3 separate regions of the Mus musculus genome follow, and regions 2 and 3 are each linked to region 1. The links are chromatin contacts, called in public Hi-C and promoter capture Hi-C maps. All regions are on one chromosome and are shown on one strand. Each heading gives the region's core, a stretch centred on a gene start, on an enhancer-like site or on the middle of the called end of the contact. The rest is flanking DNA. Distances are from core to core; before and after follow the strand shown.

The links. Promoter capture Hi-C pulls out the DNA fragments that hold promoters and counts their contacts. A called contact is a pair of places that touch in the nucleus more often than the background predicts.
Region 2: a promoter capture Hi-C map of pre-B cells shows a contact between it and region 1, with 4 times the contacts expected there. The contact joins the promoter of 2610001J05Rik here to the promoter of Tes in region 1. A contact is called at or near these places in 1 of 39 promoter capture datasets (pre-B cells) and 1 of 484 Hi-C or Micro-C datasets (CD4 T cells).
Region 3: a Hi-C map of B cells shows a contact between it and region 1, with 6 read pairs. The contact joins the promoter of Bmt2 here to the promoter of Tes in region 1. A contact is called at or near these places in 3 of 484 Hi-C or Micro-C datasets (B cells, CD4 T cells and CD8 T cells).

What each region holds. Positions count from the first base shown.
Region 1 is chr6:17,063,813-17,067,695 of GRCm38.p6, forward strand. It overlaps Tes (testis derived transcript), which reads left to right and starts at 1,337. Exons shown (of 7, transcript NM_207176.3): 1 at 1,337-1,501. The coding sequence starts at 1,475. It overlaps Gm15473 (predicted gene 15473), which reads right to left and starts at 1,775. Exons shown (of 2, transcript NR_167659.1): 1 at 780-1,775.
Region 2 is chr6:13,869,625-13,873,523 of GRCm38.p6, forward strand. 2610001J05Rik (RIKEN cDNA 2610001J05 gene) reads right to left here and starts at 1,894. Exons shown (of 3, transcript NM_001352887.1): 1 at 1,815-1,894; 2 at 1,432-1,522; 3 at 1-1,116. The coding sequence starts at 1,087. The coding sequence ends at 908. 1110019D14Rik (RIKEN cDNA 1110019D14 gene) reads left to right here and starts at 1,945. Exons shown (of 3, transcript NR_045995.1): 1 at 1,945-2,003.
Region 3 is chr6:13,675,281-13,679,465 of GRCm38.p6, forward strand. Bmt2 (base methyltransferase of 25S rRNA 2) reads right to left here and starts at 2,686. Exons shown (of 5, transcript NM_175312.4): 1 at 2,400-2,686. The coding sequence starts at 2,553.

The sequences.
Region 1 (3,883 bases), core at 87-2,586:
ACAAGTTATCAAGTACAACAGTATATAAAGTGTTGGCTAAAGTGTATTTTGAAGTGCTTTAGTTACCAAATGTCCAGACGTAAAATGAAACATCTCGACCCAAGTATCTGCATTATATGGAGATTTTATTTTTAATATCACGTGCATATAGAGGAAAACATATATACATATGCATATGTAGACGCTGGACTAGGAGATCACCAGATACCTAGCCATCAACAATTTCTATGTAGTAGGAACTGAATAAAATTACTTCGGGCTAGAGAGATGGTTCTGTTGTTAAAAGCTCCTGCTGCTCTTGCAGAGGACTTGATTTCAGTTCCCATCCCCCAAGGCAGGGGCCTCACGGCGGCCTGGAACTCCAACCTCAGAAGATTCTACTTATTCTGGGCTCTAAGTGAACCTGCTCTCAAAAGTAGGCATGCTCACACATAGATGCATAATTAACTCACACCCCCTGTCCCCCCAATTTACTGGGACTCAAGCTCTGTTCCCAATATGTTGTATCTGAGAGGTGCCTGTACTTCGGGGCCTACAGATCCTTGCAAGATGTATGAAGTAAATTAATCCCTAGGGTCCTCCACGCCCCAACAATCCAAGATGAGGTTCTTTCCGCAATAGCTATTGAAAGAAAAGATAGAATGGGTTCTTGGTGGCCCAGGCTTCTGTGAGACCGCAGTTTGAAACTAGACTTCACGAGAAGCAAGAGCAGCTCGCCTTTTTCCCACTTAGTAGGTCCAAAAAGGGAACCCTGTTTCCCAAACAAGGACACCACTTACTTCTGCAGTAGTTGCTGTGAGCCTCCCGTTGCTTTTTAGTGTTGAGTGCTCACAAAACAATATAGTGGTAGTCTTGATGGGCATCAACGATGTGAGAGAAGCTTCCTTGGAAGTGCACAGGACTCTAGAGAAAGCATTGGAGAAATGGACATCTCCACCATTCAATAGTGAAACCAGGGCCCGTGCTCATCTCTGGGATGCCCAAGGAGCTCCATGACTTCTTTTTGTCTCTGAAATCAGCCAAGAAGTTGGTACTGGGAGGGTCACTCACTCCTCTTGGCCTGCTTGAAAAGTCCTCGGACACACAAGTACAACTACCGAAATGTAAAGGTATGGGTCTGCTCTTCAGCTGGAGGAAAGGATGGCCCCACAGAAGTCCAGTGGGTGCAAGGCTTTGAAGAAACTAAGTCGGTGCGCCCAGGGAACTCCGCAGGGCCCCGCCCCTCGCGGCCCCGCCCCTCACCTTGCTAGCGGCACGCTCTGGCTGCGAAGGTGCGTGCGGCGCGCGCTGATTGGCCGCTACCCGGCACTGCCCCGCTGCCATTGGCTGCCAGGGCCTCTTTGTTCCAGGTCCCAGCCGCTGCCGAACCGGGCTGCGGAAGTTCGAGTGCCCATGCTGAGTAGCAGCGGCAGCGGCGCCGGAGTTCCCGCAGCGGAGATCGCGGACGCGGGACTGAGCCCCTCCGACGCCCAGTATGGACCTGGAAACCAAAATGAAGAAGGTGAGTGGGGCGGGCGACGGGCGTGGTCGCCTCACCTGAGCGCGGGAGCTGGTCCGGGTTCCGGGACCAGACCCGGTGGGTGCGGCTGGAGGATGACTCCCCGGACCCCGATCCCTTGGGTGACTGTCGCTGCGGAGCGGGACCCTGCAACTCGCTGTCTCTGCGCCTGAAACTTTTCGGAAAACCTTTCGGCCACGCCTTCCCCCAAGCCCTGGGCGAAGTCTTAGGCGAGGTGGTGGCTGACACCGCTTCCTGCCTGGGGAAGCAGCGCTCTGGGGAGCCTGTGTGATTCAGTGATGTGGCTTTGACATCCTCCTCCCCTGCAGTCTGGCTGCCCCAGGCGCTCTAAAGTGGCTGCTGACTGGTGACACTTCCTTCACACCCGCGCCTGCTGATAACTTCTGAAGTGATGACTTTTGGGGGATGTGTATGTGTTTCACTTATGGCTTGAGTGCCAAAACACTGTCTCCTTCTTGCGGAGTTAATTCTCAAAAGAAAATGCCGTTTGGCAGCCAGGCACAAACAGCGGTCATTGCAGGTGCTCAGCGGCCCCGCCTGCGGAGCACCCTCCTGGCTGCTCCTGGTGTCCAGGCTATAAAGGCCCTACCTGAGGAGCTCCGAGATTAGGTCTCTCAGGTCGCCTGGGAGAAAGAGGTGGGGACCAGACTATGACTCAAAAGAATGCTGACGTCACATTCTATTGTAACTTTCGACCTTAAAGGTCTTGTTCTCGGGAATTGCGCCTGTTTTCTTTCAAGTGAATTTAAGTTAGTTGGTCATTTTTCAAATAAGGAAGGAAGTTGTGCACAGTAAGAAAGCCAAGTTGAGGAAACTTTCTTCTGCGGCTTTGCAGTTGCAGGTTCATCTTCTAAAAGGGAATTTCTATTTTGTGCCAGAATTGAAGGTTTCAAATCGTATGCAAATATATGGTATGAGGTTTAGGAAGCTGTTGATAAATAAAAATTTGAACCTAGGAAACAGTTCCTTGGTCTCTTCTGATTAAAATCAACACTCAGAAGGGAAGGGAAGAACAGGAAATAGAAGATTCTTTCTAGTCTCTTCCTGTTTGATATTTATTCTTTTAACGTGTGTTTTGGTTACCTGTGCTTGCCACTTAGAAAGCAGCGGATGTGCTGTGTAGTCTTCTGTTGATGAACACACACTGAACTTACTGAGTTTTTATATAAGAACGTCTTTAGGTGTTTGTCCCAAATGATAGGTTGTCTTTGTTTGGAAATGCTGTCCTTGAAGGGAGGGAAGGATGAATAAGCAAATGAGAGGATTGTTAAGGTAATGACGCTATTATGCAGGATACTATCTTGGTGGATATATCTTACTCATACCTTTGTCAAACGGCACAGAATGTAGGATAACAAAAGTGAACTGTAGTGAGGAACCTGAACTTGGGAAACAGCGATAAGCCGCTGTGTCTCTTAAATGACCGCCTCCGAACCCTGGTGTTGTAGATCGTGAGGGGGCCAGGCTGGACATGTGTTGTCAAAGACCATGGGGGAAGCTTCATGCCTCTGCTCAGCTTTGCTGTGAACCTAAAAACCTTTTTTTTAAGTTCTCTAATCAAAACAAAACACAATCTTTGAGACAAGAGACAATAATTTTCAGAAAAAAGTCCAAACTTAAGAATTTCGAGGTTTCGAGCTGGGCGTGGTGGCACACGCCTTTAGTCCCAGCACTGGGGGGGTGGGGGGGTGGGGGGGGCAGAGGCAGGCAGATTTCTGAGTTCGAGGCCAGCCTGGTCTACAAAGTGAGTTCCAGGACAGCCAGGGCTATACAGAGAAACCCTGTCTCAAACAACAACAACAACAACAACAACAAAGAATTACATGGTTTACAAGGGTTTAAAAAAAATGTGCAGATATTTACAAGCAGTTTTCTGAAGTCTTGTTTATAATGAATAAATCCTTTCAAATGTGGCATAGCAGTCCCTTACACCTTTACTTTAAAAGGATATCTTTTTCAACCAAGTGCCTTTACCGTATCTGTAAGCTTGTAGCTTTCCATCCCACCTCAAGAAAAGAAAGATTTCAGAAATTTAAAGAACATGCAATACTGTTAATAAATGCTTATTTTATGACACTGTCACGTCTGGTGATTCTCAGAAGGGTCCTCTATCAGTAAATGATTAAGAAACCCAACAGCGACACATCTGACACCAGTCATGTTCTTCATTTACCTTCCTAAGCTATTTTTTCAGTGGGTTGTATAAGAAGTTCCCTAGTACTTCCCTAGTAGTGTGAAGACTCTGGGAGCACATTAAACCATAATCTCAAAAGAAATATGTATTTAGGGATTGCTTTACTTCTAAGTTGCTCTCTAACACACTTAAAGAAATATTCCAAGACTTTCTGACTCACCTCCAAGGCT
Region 2 (3,899 bases), core at 644-3,143, 3.2 Mb before region 1:
TGTACAAATCAAAACACTTCCTTTCCTATTTGTGGATTTTCTATCAGAATCCTCGTCTATCTCAAAGATGCCCATTTCTTGCCCATGGTGATCCTTTAAGGTAACATAACCAGTCCCTTTTCACTCAGATTATAAATAATTAGCTCATAGATACAAGCAGACCAAAACAATAGGTGAACTGATGGCATAATGGCTATGTATTTGATACAATACATCTCACAAGGAGAAGATACTCAATGTAAAGTTATCTTTTAACAAATATTTTCTCTATTTTAGTATTAGATATGTTTAGTACATTTTTATTAAACTTTTTCTCAGAGATAAAAGTTTTTGGCTAAGATCTAAGTACAATATCAACTTGCGAGATAAAAACAGAAGCATTAAAAAAAAAGAAAACCAGTAACAACAATAAAACAAATCCAAAACCCACCCCAACCGGTTCTCTGAGAGAGTGAGAGTGAGAGTGAGAGAGAGAGATCCCCAGAATGCAAGAGGCAGTGATTATAACAATATAGATTTACTAGATTCTGAACAAATACTTCCATCTTCCAATTCCATGTGCTCTGACAACTTGAAAGTATGAAATAATACTTTTGCAAACTTAAGCCCTCTCACTTTGGCCCCTTCCCAAGCAGCAAATACAAGTTATGGGCCACATTATTAGTGCACTCTTTGTTGTTAAGAGCCGCCCTCCACTCCCATCTGCCCTCCACTCCCATCTGCCCCCATTGTAGAAGAAACAAGTATGAACGTGAAAGCATCTCTTAACTGAGAGTGTTAACTCTCAGCTAACTGTAACCCTCTTGCTGAGAACGGGAGAGATCAAATCTTGGGGTCGGCCTCAACAGAACAATGGTTTTCAGCACACTGGTCAGGGTGCAGTCTAATTCAGAAGAGTCCTTCAGAGTCACATCTGTCCATTTCGCTTTCTTGCGTATATCCCCAAGCAAGCACAGATGCCGGTAATGCTGAGAACCACACCTAATAAGAGTGCAATCGCGTCTCCAGCTTCCACTGCTTCAACAACAGGCAGGATCAAAAGCAGCGAAGCGAGGACTAAGATCAATTGCGTTGAAACTGAATTCATGATGCTAGGATCTGGAGGGCTGAACTTGCCTAGAAGTTAAACACCGAACAAAAGAAACTGTTAAAAAAAAAAGCCTTATTTTTTTTTTTTTGAATGACAATATTAATATAAAACAATCTTTTAGACTGGAATTTGTGAATCATTTCAGATGTCAGTTTAAGATGACAAAACTAAAGACAGTCATTTTAGGTTATCATTAGAAAAGAGAGGGAAAAATGCATAAGATACTTGCCAAATAAAATACCCTAACAGGTAAAAGTCACATTTTATTAGCATGTCTCTTATCTAGAAAATTCAACACAACACGTGACTCTGTGAAGTTGTAAGGAATTAATAAGACTTACCGAAACAAGGGTATAAGTAATTCTACCCAACGTGAAATATTCTCTTTGGAACTTCCGGATGCTGAGGCTAAGAGGTTACTCGTGACACAGCCTATTTTAAAGAGGAAGCTAGAGTCAGTGAGAAACGAACAGCAAGGACAGAAATTGGTAACGAGTACAGAAAACACTCCCTAACAGTTCCTTCAAAAAGAGACTACTAGATTTAAAGTTAGTTCTCACACACAGATTGCTAAATGAAACCAAGCCGAGAAGCAAATTCATCCCAAGATCTAACATAAAGATCTGGAATTCCTTCGCCCTGGGAGGGTGCAAATTTGTTGGGTTGTGCAAGTACACTAGGAGAATCAATCCTGGAATCCCCGGGAGCGGAGTTTGTACCTTACCGGACCGAAAGCAGCCATTACAGGAATGGAGAGCAGGGCGGTGTCGCCAGACTACATTTCCCACAAGCCCTGCTGCCTACTCCCGTCATGCACAGCGCGCTCTGGGATCCCTGACTGAGGGATAGACCACAGGCTGCTTGTTGTTCGGGTTTCACAAGTTTGCCCTCTGGTTTTACTGTTAAAGAGAGGGTGAGTGTTCAAGAAAAGGTTTAGTGAATTCGTAGGACTAACGAAACAACAATACGTGTTTTCTGCCCTGTAAAGGAATTCTAGCCGCATGAATATGTCTTGTTAGTACTCTGAAATAAGGAAGTAACCGTGGGAGAGGGTAGCTGAGGGAAGCCATCTGTTTGGGAATGTTTCAAACCTGGGGCCTTCCAACATTTCTGCAGCAGAAAATCCCCGTTATCATTTTCCAAATGTGCCTAATGACATTTGCTAATTTTTTAAAACTAACGGGGAAAATAAGCACATTTAATCAGAAAGTTTGGAAAATATTGAATCATTTGTGGTGCAAATCAGGTTTAGAAAATATGGTTTCAGCCCTATACACAGATCTTTTCCGATTCGAATTCTTGTCTTTTTCAGAATGTTCACTCTCCACAGCCTCCCAATATTTTAAGATGCCAAGTTTAGTACTCAAAACCATTATAAGTATTATTCACATGCATCTGTAAGCATTAACTTTGAAAAGTTCTTGAAGTCTTGTTACCTGGGATATCCATACTAAATGTTCCTTCTGGCCCGAGCACTTTCATACTTACTGACAATTTGTCATCTTCTCATTGTAAGTTACTCACGGTGCTGAGTTAGAGGTGCCCGGACTTGTCCTGATAAAAATCATGCGAATACTGTGGGCACACTCAGTTGAGTGTCTATAATCAGCTTGTATTCTTGTGTTGTTGGTTCTCCTTTTAAACACAGTTGTATCTCTCTGACGGTAATGATTTATACTTCTGCTTCCCAAAAGACGTTTGGCAGGAACTTCAGCGACATTAGCTAGGAACAATAATTTGATGAAATAAATGTGCCAAGATTTTACAGGAGCTTCACAGAGGTGGTGAACACATTAAAGCAAGTTGTGTCTGATAGATTGACAGTGTTGTTTTTCTAAAGTTAATTATTTTAACAAATTCACTCTAATTGCACTTGTCTTATGTTGCTTTTGGCTTTGTATCTTTCCTATCAATTAGTTTTGGAATAGGACCTCTTGCTTTTATGACTTCCAAAATATCCTCCTACATTCCAGTGTTTTCATTTGGGAGGTTTTATTTTTCCTTATGTATTTGTTTCAGCTAGTGGAAGTCTGCAGACTAAAGTTAGTGCTTGTACACTTTTCTGTTCCTGAGTCTGTAAAGTGTCTTGCTTAAGCTTTAAGTTTGCAGAGTCTATGCATGGTAAAAATGTTCATCTTTTCAATTATTGTAGTTAGAAATTAACTAATGACTTGGTCTATCTGTAAAACCGTGGTACAAATTGGTGTAGGGATATTTTGGGCTCAAATATAGTTTTAAACTGAAATCTGTTGCATTTTGCTAATTAGGTTCTCTCCGTATTGGAAATCCAAGGAAATGCTTTTACAACAGCACTTTTAGGTTAGAGGCTATTATAATTCTATTTTTTCCTCATTCTATTCTAACTAGTCTGTTTTTCTTTTAATAGTAATTTATTCCTTTACTTTAAAACAACGGTTCCACCATACTAGACAAACTTTCAGGTTACTTGTCAAGATGCAAATCTCAGAACTACTCTCCTTACCTCTGAGGGGGTTCCACCACTCACATACTCTTTCCATTCCATGCACATTTAATGCTCGACTGTTTAATACAAAAGCTAATTTGTTTTCCTCTATTGACATTTTGCTCTTGCTGTTTTCTCTGCCAGTAATACTTTCCGACAGATTTGTCATAGTTATTCTTAGCATCATCCAGGGTTTAGAGCTTTGTTCAAGCTTCCCTTTCCATCTTAGTTAAAACAAAAACACAAAATTAACACACTCTACTATTATATTATGTAGATAAACACATTCAAGTAGAAATTCTATGTGAGGTAGAAATATTTTCATCTCGTTCATGGTTGATTTTT
Region 3 (4,185 bases), core at 1,436-3,935, 3.4 Mb before region 1:
CTTGTATTCTTACTTTTCAGTAACTGCTGTTTTCCCTTTCATTCTGCCCCAGTCTATTCATTACCAGTATATCCCTGAGAAAACTATACTCCCTATTGCTCCACTCCCATAGACAGCCCCTACCCGTCAATTTATATCCTTTTTCCTTTCTCAACTTTTACTGTTACTTCCTTATCTTCACGTTCTTTTATATTCTAACATCTATGCCAACAATATTAGGATAAGAGATGAGATGGACACTCTATTTCCCATAAAATAGTATGCACTAATGGTCAACTACTTCATCTTCATGAAAGTTACTTTGATCTTAATTAAATTAAATTTGGAATATGCACTAAATCTGGCTAGTACATTTCCTGTTCCTAAGGAAGATACAAAGACTGTAGATCTGAGATAAAAATGCAGAGAATGTAAAAAGATCAGCCATGCTTGAGAACCATTAGTGAAAATTATGGCTTACATTCCAATATTTTAAGTGAGAATTTACTGCATTCCCTAATAAGAAAACTGTTATGAGCTTATAGAATACATTTATGACTGAAGACCATCGGTACAATACTATGCCTTCAAAATAAAACATCTAAATCATTGATGGAATTCAGGGCATTAAAATGCCAAAAGAATTGCTTCATTCAAATTCTTAGACTATCAGGAAATCTCTACCTGCCCAAGTCACATCAGATCATTTGTTTCTGAACTACTGAATTGCTCTCCATTCTGGTAATTTCTAAGTATCAATCCTCATTATGAACCAAGTGTTCCCCTAGTTAGAATTTGGGCGTAAGGACATGTTTAAACATGTGAGACTAAGCATGCATAAACAGCAGCTTAAAGAGATAATGACACATTAGCAGTGTGTTAAGTGGAACCTATTCGTTTATGAATAAATGAATAACAATGAAATTATTACAAAAAGGTTAAGAATAGAAACTGAATTACATACTAGTCATTTTCTTTTAAAAGATGCACAGAAAATTTGTACAAAATGGCATGATAAATTGAAGAAAAGTGGGTCCACTTATTTCTTCATTTCTTCAAACAACATAAAAACCACTAGAGAATGGCATTATGTAAGTGCATTTTGTGACTATCAAGAATGATGCAACTGTTGCTATGGTAACCACTCATTTTATTGAATTGAGGTTGGGAATTAAAGTATCTTCAATAAAAAAAAATTCAATACCTTAATATGCTTGCCAAGGTTCTTCTATTAGTACCTATCAAACAATAGCTATTAGCCATCTTTGGGGATATCAAATGGCCTCTATTAAAAGCCAGGGCTAAGTTGTCAAGGAAAGAACTTTGAATAGTGTTAAGAATAAAATGCATCAACGACACTCAAAGGAAGATAGACTTGACTGAACTTTCAGAGTAATTGAAAAGTGTGCATAACTGAAAAGTGACATGATCTCACAAGTCTTTGTTCCTTCACTGTCATAATTTCTCTTTTAACCTAAATTATTAACTAGTTAAAAGACTGACATTAGAACGCTGCTGAGTTTTCATTTTGCAATTAAGCTAAAGAAAAATCTGCTGAAAGTAGCCCATTTTAACACTTTATGAGAATTTTTTTCCTGAACACATGAAGAATAATGCAAAGTGTCACCTTCCGAATCTTATAAAGTTGCTTTGTTTGAGAGCCCCCATTTACAAAATGCCAGGATAATTCATAAAATTCAACTATAGACACTGTTCCGGCATATGCGCCAGACGAAAAGCTGCCCCCATGGAAGAGCGGGGTCTGCACCTCTGGCCAGCTTCGAAGGCACCGGCATCTTTCAGAGTCTCTGTGCTTAGAGACTCTTCAAACCTGCACAGTCTCTTAAGAACCTGCCCCAGATCTCTTCCTGGACTGTCTCCACAAACTTGAAGATGGAGCTGCGGTGGAGGGGAGCTACCTGCCACCCTCTCCCCAGTGAAACACGGCAGGCGAAGCACCTTGAGATCCTCCGCTGGGCCTGCTGACTTCGCAGCCCTGGATGCCCAGGCAGGGGAGGCCTCGGCACGGCCTTGCCAAGGAGCGAAGAGGAAGAGGGGCTGTTGCCAAGCGGGCTGAACAACAGGCTGGTCCAGCGCAGAAGAGCGAGGGGCAGCTTCGCTCCTGCCAGTCTCTCGGTGGAGTCACCCCCACCCCCACCCCTCTTCGGGTCTTACCTGAAAGCCCCTCCCTCCCTCTGAGCGGCGGCTCGGTGACAGTGGTCTCAGCCCACCGCTGGGGACAGGGCCTAGGCGGGTGGCGACTGCCCATTAGGGCTCCGGGAGCCGACCGCAGGAGGCCGGCCGGCCGATCGCGGCCTGGGCAGACGTGCCGCCCCCGTGTGTGTCAATGGTGGCCTGTGGGGCTGAAAAGAGCTGACCCAGCCGGGGGACGCGCCTCCCCTCCCCCGATGCCTGTTTACCTTCGCGGTACTTCTTGCGGAGCCGCCGATGAACGCTCTTCACCACCCCGGACAGCTTCTCCTGCTCCAGCTTCCGCTCCTGCTCCCGGGGCTGCGCGGCGTTCGGGGGCCGCTGTCCGCGCGCTGCGCCTCGGCCACCCGGCCCCGGCTCCATAGCGCTGCCGCCGCCGCCGCTGCCGCTGCCGCCGCCGCCCCTCGGGCCCCGCGGTCTCTCCCCGGACGGAGGAGGTGGGGAAGAGGAGGCAGCAGCAGAGGCAGCAACCGGAGGAGGCCGAGGAGCCACAGCTAAGGCCTCGGGGGCGGTGTCTTCCCAATAGCGCAAGGTGATTGGTGAACTGCGGAGGGCTGGGTGGAAATGGAAAGGGCCGCGGACCAATGGGCAAAGGGCAGCGGCGGCGCACCGGGTTGTTTGGGAAGGAGCAGCTGAAGGAGGCGGAGAAAGCACTGGGCTCCTCGCCAGGCCACGCCCCGGATGCTGTGCGGAGGAGCCGGGGCTGCCTAGGGGAGGAGGCCTGTGGTATGGGGTGCGCTTGCGCCCCAGAGTTATTTGCCTAGTTTGAGCTTCATTGTATGGTCCAGCTTTGGCACGTCTCCCAACTTCCTAGGCCGCTGGGAGTTTGGGTGATGCTGCCACAGGACGCGGTCGTCCACCTGAGTTCCCTCTGCACCCTGTTGCACCTCTACAATTCCCTTCAGCTAAATACCCTTTGAAGACTTGGCTGCTACGCAGGGTTTTACATTTCAAGGAGTCCAAACTTGAAAGCCTTCATCGGGGTCAAGGAGAGGTCAAACTACCAAATCCCGATGTAATTCTCTTAGCTAACCCAGGTTAATGCTTGGCATACTGCTGCTACACGAAAGACAATGAATTGCGGGAAAGAAAGATAAAAAAAAAAAAAAATAGTAGGAGGTGTGGGACAAGTTAAAACACCAAAAGGCCATATTGTCTCCCTGTAGAACTTCTGTAATGACCATAAGAATGGGTTACTGGAAAACTTGCATTGATTGTAGGTCATCTCAGAACCCACAGAAAAGTCTGCTCAGGTGGTCTCTCATATTTTGGACAGTTAGTCCACTAGTCCATGCAAAATTCAGTAAATGGCTCCCCCTTTCCAACTTCTTTCATTTGTGTGTAACACTATTAAGGGTATGTGATTGCCGACTTGTTTAAGAAAGATGGAAGCCCAATCTCCAAAAAGAGACTGCATTCGCTCTGTACTAGTACTTACCTAGGCTGCTGGTAGTGCATCAGGCAGACCTGGGAATGACTTGTATCTGATTGTGCACTTTACAGCTATTGGTTACATCACATTGTATAGACATTGTATAGACATTGTTGCATTGAAACTTTCAGATCAATGTCTTGGTAATATTAGTAACATTCTCTTTATGTCACTGTTGGGTCCAAAGGAAACGCTGTTTCCACAAATTCTGGGGGTTAGACAAAAAGCCACATTCCTCAGGAATTGTTGAAGCTGATTCCTTTCTGCTAAAGGGAGCCATTTCTTTTACCATTCTCAGAAGGGATAATTTGTTATCTGTGGAACCTAACAGCATAGCGAAGTGCATGCTGGCCTCCAGGCTCTCTCACATCACAAATGCCTGTTACACAGTTAATGTCCATAGCTTCCTTTCTTCTAACATCTCATTCTCCTTATAACCCTTACTATTTCAGCTATGTGTGTTCTTGGTCCTCTCTTCTGCCCTCTCTTGGTCCTCTCTTGGTCTTCCTTTCACTCCTCCCCCTCACCCCCTTCCCCCACTCCTTCCTTCTATTACTCTCTAC